2 separate regions of the Pan troglodytes genome follow, and region 1 is linked to region 2. Evidence: chromatin contacts called from public Hi-C data. All regions are on one chromosome and are shown on one strand. Each heading gives the region's core, a stretch centred on a gene start, on an enhancer-like site or on the middle of the called end of the contact. The rest is flanking DNA. Distances are from core to core; before and after follow the strand shown.

Region 1 (4,999 bases), core at 794-3,293, 370 kb before region 2:
AGCTAACTTTTGTATTTTTTAGTAGAGACAGGGTTTTGCCATCTAGGCCAGGCTGGTCTTGAACTCCTGACCTTAGGTGATCTGCCCACCTTGGCAAAGTGCTGGCATTACAGGCATGAGCCATCATGCCCTGCCTGTAGTTCACTTTTAAGTATATTTTTTAAAAGTAAAAAATCTGAAGCAGCTGCCACCCAAGTGTAGAATAGATAAATTGTGATATAATCATAGAATGAAATCAGACATAACCATGAAGAGAACTGAACTACTGCTAGACAGGACAACGTGGATGAATCTCACATGCAGGATGCTGATCCGGACACCACAAGAAAAAACAAAAGAAGGTGCCTACTGAGTTTTCTTCTTTCCAGATGACCAACTCTTAACTTACTCATCTGTTTTTTCACTGTTCTGCTTCTTTTGAAGAAGATTTGAGGTGACTTACAAAGGTGTATGGCATATTTATAACTGAAGAAATCTGGGTGATGTTAAAACGAGGGCAGGAAAATAAGGTGGAAACCAGATGTAAGGATAGTCTTCACTATTTATGTCAGGAATTCCTATGAACTTTCTATGGTGAACAGAATAGAGCTTCCTAGCAGTCAATGCAAAGAAGAAACACAACAATTCCACACCCCAAAGTTAACAGTCTTGCTGATCAGAAGCACAGGTAGTTCTGAAATCTGATAGAAAGTGTTCCTGTATCATTTCAGAACACGCAACTATGTGATCAAACCCCTTTCTATTTGTTTAAAAATTTGTCAAACATCCCATGTTTGACCCTGGATGTCTGAGTCCCCTCAGCCCACATTTTCCCCCCTACACCATGCCCACACCGTCCCCATAGAATTTAGGGTGAGGCAGCATCTCAGTGATTGACAGGCCCCTCCTTAGACCCCGTTTACTTTCCTGGGTGTGGTTTGGGGGAAGCCCTGTTCATGAAGGCTGGATTTCTGTTCTTTGGGTTGCCCAGCTTGCCACCCTCATTTCTGGAACCCAGACCAGCATCCTCAGCCCATGCTTTGCCACTCAGCTCATCTTCTTCCCGGTTGGCACTTCTCAGTGACCCCATCCCTTCCCCAGCAGTGACTCTGCGTGGGGCAGCTCCCTGGTGGCTGGACTCTTTCCATTTTGGCATTTGGGTTAGTGGATCTTTCCACTTTCTGGCTCCAGTTTTTGAGTTGAATTCATATGTTTCCCCGGTCACTAGTGAAAAAAAAAATACAACAATCACATAAGCCAGAAAATTCCAATGACTGTCTCTTCCCCCACTTCTACCCTGCTCTGTTCTGACTCCCAAGGGAAGATGAAGCACACTAGAAGGTGTGAATCACTGACACAGACAGTAGGTGTGTGAATAGCCCCACAATCTCCACCAGCCTGCCCTTGCCACAAGCCGTGCTGCTCGGACCACACAGGTAGCAAACAGCAAACCTCTCTGGATAGAAAGGCTTAGGAGCGTCTCAAGGACATCTCAATTGCAGGATGAGAAGGCCATGTAACTCTTGAACTCCATGCAAGCTTTGGATAAATTAGGTTCAATCTCTAATGGGATTACCCGTTACTTTCTGATTCATTTTGTTTGTTTTAAAAGACCCCTGAATTCCTGCTATAAAAAGGAATTCACCAAGTGAGAAGGAAAAGGCTGATTTTTATTTATGTTAGGTTAGCAGCAATTTGTAGACATAGATACAAAAATCTGGTCCCGCTTGAGATGATGCAAGGAAGCCATTTTTATTGTGTCCGAGCCAGCAGACGCTAATTGATTTAGGCCAGTTGGTTCATGTCTTTCTTTTTTTTTTTTTCTCTCAACTACACAAAAACACAAAAATCCCCCCTTTTGCTCTGGAAGAGCCTTTTGCTCTGGAAGATCAGGTTTAAGGCAAGCCCTTGCTCCTTGTCTTTTCCATACAGCATGAGTGGCCTCTCAGCTCAGGATCCCACCAGCACTTATGCTAATGTGGGCACATTATGGTAACAAGCACCTAATAATAGAGGGAAATTTAATTCCAGCAGCAGCAGCAGCAGCGGCTGCGGCAGCCTCTCACTGGAGAGGAGCCATCCTCCTTAGGAGGAGGACTGGTGCCGTTTGCATATGAGGGTGGCAGGAAGCCAACACACTTGCCTCCTGAATTTGGTTTCCTTCCCTTTATTCACGTCTATAATTGAGCCTTTGTAAGCAGAGGGATGAGTGTAAAGGAGCTAAATTTGGAGCTGATTTCACGGGGGTGATGAGAGCTCTGGAGGCCAGCTCTACCTTATGTTCATCTTGCCGACCAAGAGGAAATTCTTGGCCCTGATCTAGGGAAAAAAGAAACTACACTTGCCATTTCTCTGTATCTTCCACTACTAATAAAATGCTATTAGAAGCATCCAGGAAGAATGTGGATGGGCTGGGGGGGCAATCAGTACCAAACAGCAGGAAAAAAAATGTGGATTCCTGGATTCACCAGTTCCCTCAACTGGTTTGTAATTTAGGAAGGGAGGCAAGAAAGAGGCATGGCCCTTGAACGTGAGCCTTTAGGTGGAGACCCACTGAGGCCTCACGTAAGTGTGACCCTGTACTTGAGCATCTGCTAGCCAGCTGGGTTCACAGCTGATCTCACGTTGTATTTAGCCTAGAAGAGTCAGCACTATATAGGCAACATAGCCAAACGGATTGACAAAATGAGCTAAAAGCAGGTAATTGGATAAGATCCTCCATGCTTCTACCAGTCTGGAATATAAAAAGCATTCTTACAGTAGTATTGCCACTTAATTACCTGGATCTATGGCTTCTCCATCAAAGATAGTGTTCATCTGGATAGTTTCCTAAGGAGAAGACAGAGACAGCATCAAACACAATCCTACATTCCTTCCCCCAGACAAAGCTACGCATCCTCACAACCCAAGTTCCTTAACCAAAGCCTTCTTGACTTCTAAGTCTTTAATTAGGCACTGTGATAGATGCAGAGGACACAGTGGTGAACAAGGCAGGCATAGTCACTGCCTGTACAAAGCTTGCCAATTACAAACAGGTGCTGCAATGCAGAGTAATAAGGCTATGATGGGGAGATGTAGGGTGTTATGGGGCACAGGTAGGGGTAGAGGGGACATTTAAACCACACTTGGGGGTTAAGGAAGCATCCTGAGTAAATAAAATCTGAGCGTAGAAGGAAGAGTGGAAATGCCACACAGCATGGCTAAGACCTACGTTGTGTCAGTGAATTGCTGTCAGGCATTGTCAAGGTGGACACAGGTGAGCTCCTAGGTGTCCGTACCTCTGGCCCTGGCACTCTGGCCCTCCCCCGCGGCCTCCCCTTGCCTAGGCCAATGCAGTGTCACATCTGGGCCTCACCTAAGCCCTGTGCTCCAGGTCTTTTCTCTTCCCTGATCTGTCCTTGGTGCCACCCTCCAGGACCTGACTTCTGCCTAATGCACCTGTCCCTTGTCCCCATAGAAACACCCCCTTCCCTCACATGCTGCCCTCTAGAGGTGCCAAAGTCAGGGTCACTAGCACAGTAACAAGGATTGTTTTTGGAGTTTAGCAAGCTTTCCAATCTCCAGTTTTTATCACTTAAAGGATCCCCTACCTAGTTCCCCACAACTCCCCAACTCTGAAGAGAGAGGAAATGGGGATTATATGGCCTTCATCAATTTGACCAGCTAAGCAGCCCCACTGTTTGTGGTCATGGGTATTTATTTAATAGACTAATTTAATATTACATAGTTCTAGAGCAATCGCTAAGTGGCATCCCCAAGGGTACTCGCCTTAGACAATAAGACCCAGGAGACCTGAGACTGCCTCTTCTTCCTGTTTGTACACTGGCCAGAACATAGAAGACTTAGGGGATGGATGTGCCTGAAGCCAAAATTCCAGTGCCCTGCACTGACTTCCTCATTGGAGGAGCCATTGAATTATGCAACAAATTCATGAAGCTTGGACCATGACAAAGCCTTATTCGTGGGGGTAGGGAAGAGCTGGAGGGAGCCACCTTCAAGTTCCTTCACTTCACTTCCCAGGGGGTAGATAAGGTTCTGTCAAAGAGAGAGAGAGAGAGAGAGAGAGAGACAGAGACAGAGGTGGAGGAGAGGGAACTTTCCAGCTATCCTGTAACACTTTGCATTTGTGTGACACTTAACAATTTTCAAACTATTTCTCCATCTGTTATCTCAGGGCAGATATCCTCACCCCCATTTTACAGGTGAGGAACCTAAAGCTCAGAGAGGCCAAGGAAGTCCCCGAGGTGATAAGGCTAAGTGGGTAGAGCCAACCCCGGACCAGGGAGGGCCCTTTCTCTGTCACTTTTCTGCAAGGTAGTGGAAGAGCAAAGAAAGTTTAAATCAGCTGGGCGCAGTGGCTCATGCCTATAATCCCAGCGCTTTGGGAGGCCACAGTGGGTGGATCACTTGAGGTCAGGAGTTCAAGACCAGCCTGGCCAACATGGTGAAACCCCATCTCTACTAATAATACAAAAAATTAGCCAGGCGTGGTGGCACGTGTCTGTAATCCCAGCTACTTGGGAGGCCGAGGCATGAGAATCACTTGAGTCTAGGAGGCAGAGGTTGCAGTGAGCCGAGATTGTGCTACTCCACTCCAGCCTGAGCAACAGAGTGAAATTGTGTCTTTAAAAGAAAGAAAGAAAGAAAGAAAGAAAGAAAGAAAGAAAGAAAGAAAGAAAGAAAGAAAGAAAGAAAGAAAATTTAAATCTCACTGGAGGCTGAAGCACTAGTTTTGGTCTTTAAGCTTCACTCCCTCAACTCACTTTCGTGGAGAGCTGGTATAGATAATAAACACCACTACTCAATATTTATGAAATCCTGTTCTTCTGCAAATATATCAGCAGGCATGTTCAGTGGAGGGAACAAATTCTATCAGGAGCTCGTCACACAGCAATCTGTTCCAGTAGCCAAACACAAGCACCTCCCTGAATGATAAACATGCCCACAAGGCTGTGGCAGGCCTGCCTTCGGGGGAGACGGGAGCCCCTATCCCCCAGCGTCTATGCCTGGTGCCCCACAC
Region 2 (5,076 bases), core at 600-3,099:
AACCATGGTCCTTCATAGCTGCATAGCTCATTATGATTTTTAGATGTTTTGTTAGCCCAATCCTATTTGAGCCTAAAGACTATTTTGTGGTGAAGATAAGAAAACAGAGCCCAAAGAGATGAAGCGATGGGCTGAGATTACATACACAGTGGGACAGCAGAGGAGCTGAGACTTGACCCCTGGCCTTCTGGCTTCCAGTGCTACAGTAAAGAGCACCACCCTCGGTGTTGCCTGACGTCAAGCTCTCTCTGCCCTTCATTTTGTGGAATGACCTGGGGCAAACCTTTCTCAGCCTCAGGCTCCACATCTATGAAATTGGGGATAGAGATTAAACACGGTATTGCACGTGAGTGCATAACTCACTGCTCATGCATGGTAGGTGTGCAGCATGTGCCGCTATGAGCGGACACTTCACCTTTGTCATTGCCCAGTCTCTTCTCAGAAGAGGAGAGGCAGCACAGCCTGATCCCCACCTAAAGCATTTGTTCTTACCAAGCATTGGTGGGGTGCCAGTTTGGTTTTTATTGTGTTATGTGATTTAACCTCCACTGAGAACATTAATTCATTCATCAAACATTTATCGAGCCCTTCCTAAATGCTAGATAATGTATAGGCTGCTGGGATAATTCCAGAGCGACATGTATACTGGGACAGGGTTCCCATCGTCAGGCAGCTCACAGTCTGGTCAGGACACATAGATGTAGAAATAAAACCTTGCCATAGGACATGATGAGTGCAGCAGAAACACCTAGGAAGGAACAGCAGGCACTGGGAGAGAAGAGGATGTTTCCTCTGGATCTGGACAGATGGGGGAGTGTTCACCCGGAGAATGGGGGAGGGCACACCAGCAGGAGAGCCCGGCCCACAGAAAGGCACAGAGCCAGGCCGGAGCACTGGTGTTCAAGGAGAAGTGAGAAGTCCACCGAGGCTACAGGAGAAGGTGGCTGGGGCAGGAGGGGTGGGGTGGGCCAGGCTGTGAAGGTTACACTTGGACCTCTGGGCCTTGGGCAGCCCACAAAGACTTTCATGGTCAGATTTGCGTTGGTGGCTGAGTGCAAACAGATTAGAACACACAGAGAGGCCAAGCCAGAAAGGTTGCAAGCGATGCTGAGGCCTGGACATTTTAACAGCTGTTTAAGAGGTGGACTTTGGTCAGACTGACTTGTGAGTGACTGAATTTCAGGGAAGAGCTGGTTTCTAACTGGATGCTGATATTGTTAACATAGAGTTTTTTGGTTGTTGTTGTTTTTGTTTGTTTGAGACAGAGTCTCTCCCTGGCTTCTAGGCTGGAGTGCTGTGACACGATCTCGGCTCACTGTAGCCTCCATCCCCTGGGTTCAAGCAATTCTCCTGCCTCAGCCTCCCAAGTAGCTGGGATTACCGGCATACACCACCACGCCTGGCTAATTTTTGTATTTTTAGTAGAGACGGGGTTTCATGATGTTGGACAGCCTGGTCTCCAACTCCTGACCTCAAGTGATCCACCCACCTCAGCCTCCCAAAGTGCTGGGATGAGCCACCATGCCCAGCCTGATATTGCTAACATAGAGATTAAAAAAGAAAAAGTCTATTTAATTTGGGACAAAGAATATCCTGAGTTTGCTGTAGGTCAGTGTGAAGATAAACTTTTTTTTTTAATATGGCAAAAATGCCATTCAGAATAAACCCTTGAGGGTTTAAAAAGAAAATGTGCTTTGTTTTCTGGATGGAGGTGGTTCAGGTGTAGGCTGCCTGCCCAGAACTGGATTCTAATACAAAAAAGGAAAAAGCAGAGTGAGTGAGTGATGCCTGGGGGAGGGAAGGTGCTCCTGAGGGCTTTTCCTCTGGCAGGAAACTGGGAGCAGCAGGTGTCAGGGTACCTGGCCAGAAGCTGGAGCACTGATAAGTAGCCTGAGATGCTTTGCCATTTCCTCATCTTTCAGCGTGCTCAGAAAAAGCTTCTTGAAGGCCAAAGGCTTAGGATGGGAGCCCAGGGTCTCTGCTCAAGGTGCCAGCTCCCAGCCTTCCTGGCAGGGGGATGGAGGGTGTTCTGTAAGGAGTTGCCCTGTCTCCCCTTGGGGTCAGGGTTTCCTCCGGGACTGTTGGGAAACAGTAACTGTCTGGGCTGTACTGGCTGGAAGGCACTGCAGAGCAGCCTACAGCTCGAACAGCAGGAACCAATGACCTCTGGTGGCTGCCGAGGGGAGTGCTCCCGCTTGTTGCTCCTGAGCGGAGCCTGTTCTGGGCCAGTGCTGGGGACAGGGTGCTTGGGGCTCTGCCTCACCCTGCACCAGGGCTCCCTGCAGAATCAAATTGCCTCCTAATCTCTACGTTCTCAATTCCTGCCCTCCCAGGCTCTGATACCATTTCCTTATTGATGTGAATTTCAATGGCCATTCATTGGAATTGTGTGGCTCTTCGTTCTCATTTGCAGAGGAAAGGCACTGAGCAGGTGCAGTTGATTAGGTCTAGGGTTATCCTTAAAACCCTCCTGGACTCCCTGCCCAAGGCTACACTGCTGCAGACACAGCTGGTCCCAAAGGCAGCCTGTGCAGCATCCTATGCCCTACTGCATGAGGGCTCGATTTTTCCTTTTTTATCTTCTCCTCTTCTCTGACTTGCTGACTTGTTCACAGTCCTAGGGCACTAAGACTCCCCAGGAATGTCAGGACACTTAGCACTCCTTATTCTCCCAGCAGGTTTGGAGACCACCTTCTGAGCTCCATGCCCTGGGAAGCCATGAATAACAGAAGTACAAGAGAGACTAACAGACCAGCAGGGAGACATGCGCTGGGGCCTCCTGCTTCCAGAAAATTGGAGCAGCCTAGAGGGGGGCTTATAGAGTTATTTCTCTGGGAGGCATCTTAGAACCAGCAGAGAGCCCCAATGCCTAACATACTTCAGGATTGCAGGAGACAACATGTTTGTGCATGAGGAGGCTGGAGTTCCTCCTTACTCCTCTTCCAGAATGTCCTATACAGATGGGACCTTTAACCACTAGTCCAGGCTTAAGCAGTGCCTAGAATACTAGAGATGGAGAAGCAGGTGGGCTTGTGAAGTAGGGCTGACAGGTCCTGGAAAAGGGCCATTGAATCTGGCCCCACCTCGTTCTGCTTTTCTTCCTCACTGCCTCACCCAGAAGGAGTCCTCTACTCTGCATGAATGTGGAAGGCTGCTGCTCCCACCCTCTGCTGGTGCTTCTGCCTCCACCCTGTCCACCCCTCCTTCCATGGTGGGACCAGAAGGGACTAAGGAAGCAGAAGTTTTCTGATGGTGACCATGATTTGCACCCCACATATATACCTTACAAGTATCAGGTGGATGAGAGCAGATGCTGGGATCCTCTGTGCCCTTTTGGTTTAGTTACAGTTTATCGAGAGTCTGCTATGTGCCTGGCACTATGCTAAGCACTTGGTATCTACTACCTCATTTAATCACTCCAAATATCTCTTACTATCTTCATTTGACTGATAAGGAAACTGAGGCATGGAGCCATGAAGGCCTGAGATAAGTTAGGCAGGGCAGCCACATATGTTTGTGTGGGCTTTGCACTGCGTGAGACCACCCCACCAAGGCAGGACTGAAACCAGCACTCACTCCTTGCCAGGCCAGGTGTCCTCTTTCTCATTCTTAGAGTCCTGATAAACTCACTGAGGCCCTGAAACCGGGTAGCCAGAAGGCTGTGATACCGTAATGCATCCAGCAACAGAAAAGGCAGGATTTGAGTCTAGGTTGGTCTGATTTGAAAGCCTATATTTCTAAGCCTTATCTAAGCCTTATAAACTATCTTCCAGCACTCCACATTCTATAAATTTGCCAGAATATTGACAAGGCACAGACCTTCAATTCAGTCATACTTGGTCTCCCTGATTTTATTTGATTTGCTTCTGGCCATTTTTACAATTCTTCCAAGTCAGCTTGTTCATTTTTCCTCCCACCTAACTGACTCAGGAGGAAATCTCACATCATTGTTCTCAGCAGCTAATCATCTCCTAACCCAATTGAGGAGCAAAGTCTTGGCCCATCATCCAAGTCACTGATGAAGACACTATGACCTTCTTGGCCGGCAGTGGGTCCCTGTCGAGCTCTGCATGGTATCACTCTAGGCTGAAATTGAGCCCTGCTAACCCATTTTTCTTTTGTCTCTGCTGCCAGGACCACTCACCCGGTAACTGTGTGGTCTGACCACATTTCCCCAGTTTACTGAAGGTGTGTTATGTGGGAGAGAATCCAAAACTGTGCAAAGGCCAGGAGAGATTAGACACTATGCTTCCTCTCTAACCACCAGGCCTGACACTCAGCCACAGAATAATGTTAGATTTATCTGGCAGATATTCTTATTTACCATGCTCTGTGGTTGAATACCTGTTTTCTGTTTGCTAAAGGTGTTTACAGACAGGCTTTCTGAAAGTTTTCCCAATATTTTTCCAGACACACCGCAAAAATACCATTTATTCACTTGTCAGGATTTATGCAGTATCAACTGTATCTGTCATACCACGGTCGTAGGACTTTGTGTCTCTGTTATTTACCCTGATTCTTAGTGATTGCCTGCCCCTCAGACTTCTAGAATCTCCCAAGTACTTCTTCAACTTAAAGAATTTAGATTGGATATAAATAATTTCCTCATAGTAGCTGCCAAAATACATCCAAGAGAGCCAAACTGAATTCCTTCTCCAAGGGCATTTTAAAAGAGGGTAAATTCCTTTTTATTGGGGATGACTTAATGCTATCACTGCTTGGAAGCCAAGAGGCTGGGTGATATGGCCCTTCTAAGGCTCTGCCAGTGAGTCAGAGATTCTCAAAATTCTGCCAGGCCAGCAGCATAAGCACATAGGCTTTTGTCGAAGGAATTGGTGGAGGAAATCAGACAGCTGAGAACTCTCATCACACACAAAACCCACAGCACAAATACCATATGTCTTCAGGCTCCTGCCTGTCAAATTCATCTTTACCCTGCTCTGGTAAGTGAAGAAGGGCTGGCAATAATTTCTGCAGACCTAGAGACATTCTGAACCATTCTCTTGAGGCATATTTGTTGATAATCAAAGAATATAGATCATGATCACCAGGAAAGCGTAGCTGGCAGGTGGGCAG

The links. Hi-C and Micro-C count contacts between places; a contact is called where the count stands out from the background.
Region 1: a contact with region 2 is called in a Hi-C map of induced pluripotent stem cells, with 3 times the contacts expected there. The contact joins two enhancer-like sites. A contact is called at or near these places in 4 of 7 Hi-C or Micro-C datasets (blood, induced pluripotent stem cells and stem cell-derived neural progenitor cells) and 1 of 1 other capture datasets (stem cell-derived neural stem cells).

Annotation. Positions count from the first base shown.
Region 1 is chr6:121,410,860-121,415,858 of NHGRI_mPanTro3-v2.0_pri, reverse strand. It overlaps CDHR3 (cadherin related family member 3), which reads right to left. Exons shown (of 19, transcript XM_063815524.1): 18 at 2,760-2,808; 19 at 530-1,203. The coding sequence ends at 2,793. Among named protein-coding and RNA genes, the nearest start is that of CDHR3, 71 kb to the right of the region's middle. Within about 2 kb of position 2,043, at least 10 of the 24 cell types and tissues checked have an H3K27ac peak or open chromatin away from gene starts, as enhancers often do. A contact at or near this core is called in induced pluripotent stem cells and stem cell-derived neural stem cells, where this site is marked.
Region 2 is chr6:121,036,489-121,041,564 of NHGRI_mPanTro3-v2.0_pri, reverse strand. All of the region lies in intron 4 of ATXN7L1 (ataxin 7 like 1), which reads left to right. Among named protein-coding and RNA genes, the nearest start is that of EFCAB10, 70 kb to the right of the region's middle. Within about 2 kb of position 1,849, at least 4 of the 24 cell types and tissues checked have an H3K27ac peak or open chromatin away from gene starts, as enhancers often do. A contact at or near this core is called in induced pluripotent stem cells and stem cell-derived neural stem cells, where this site is marked.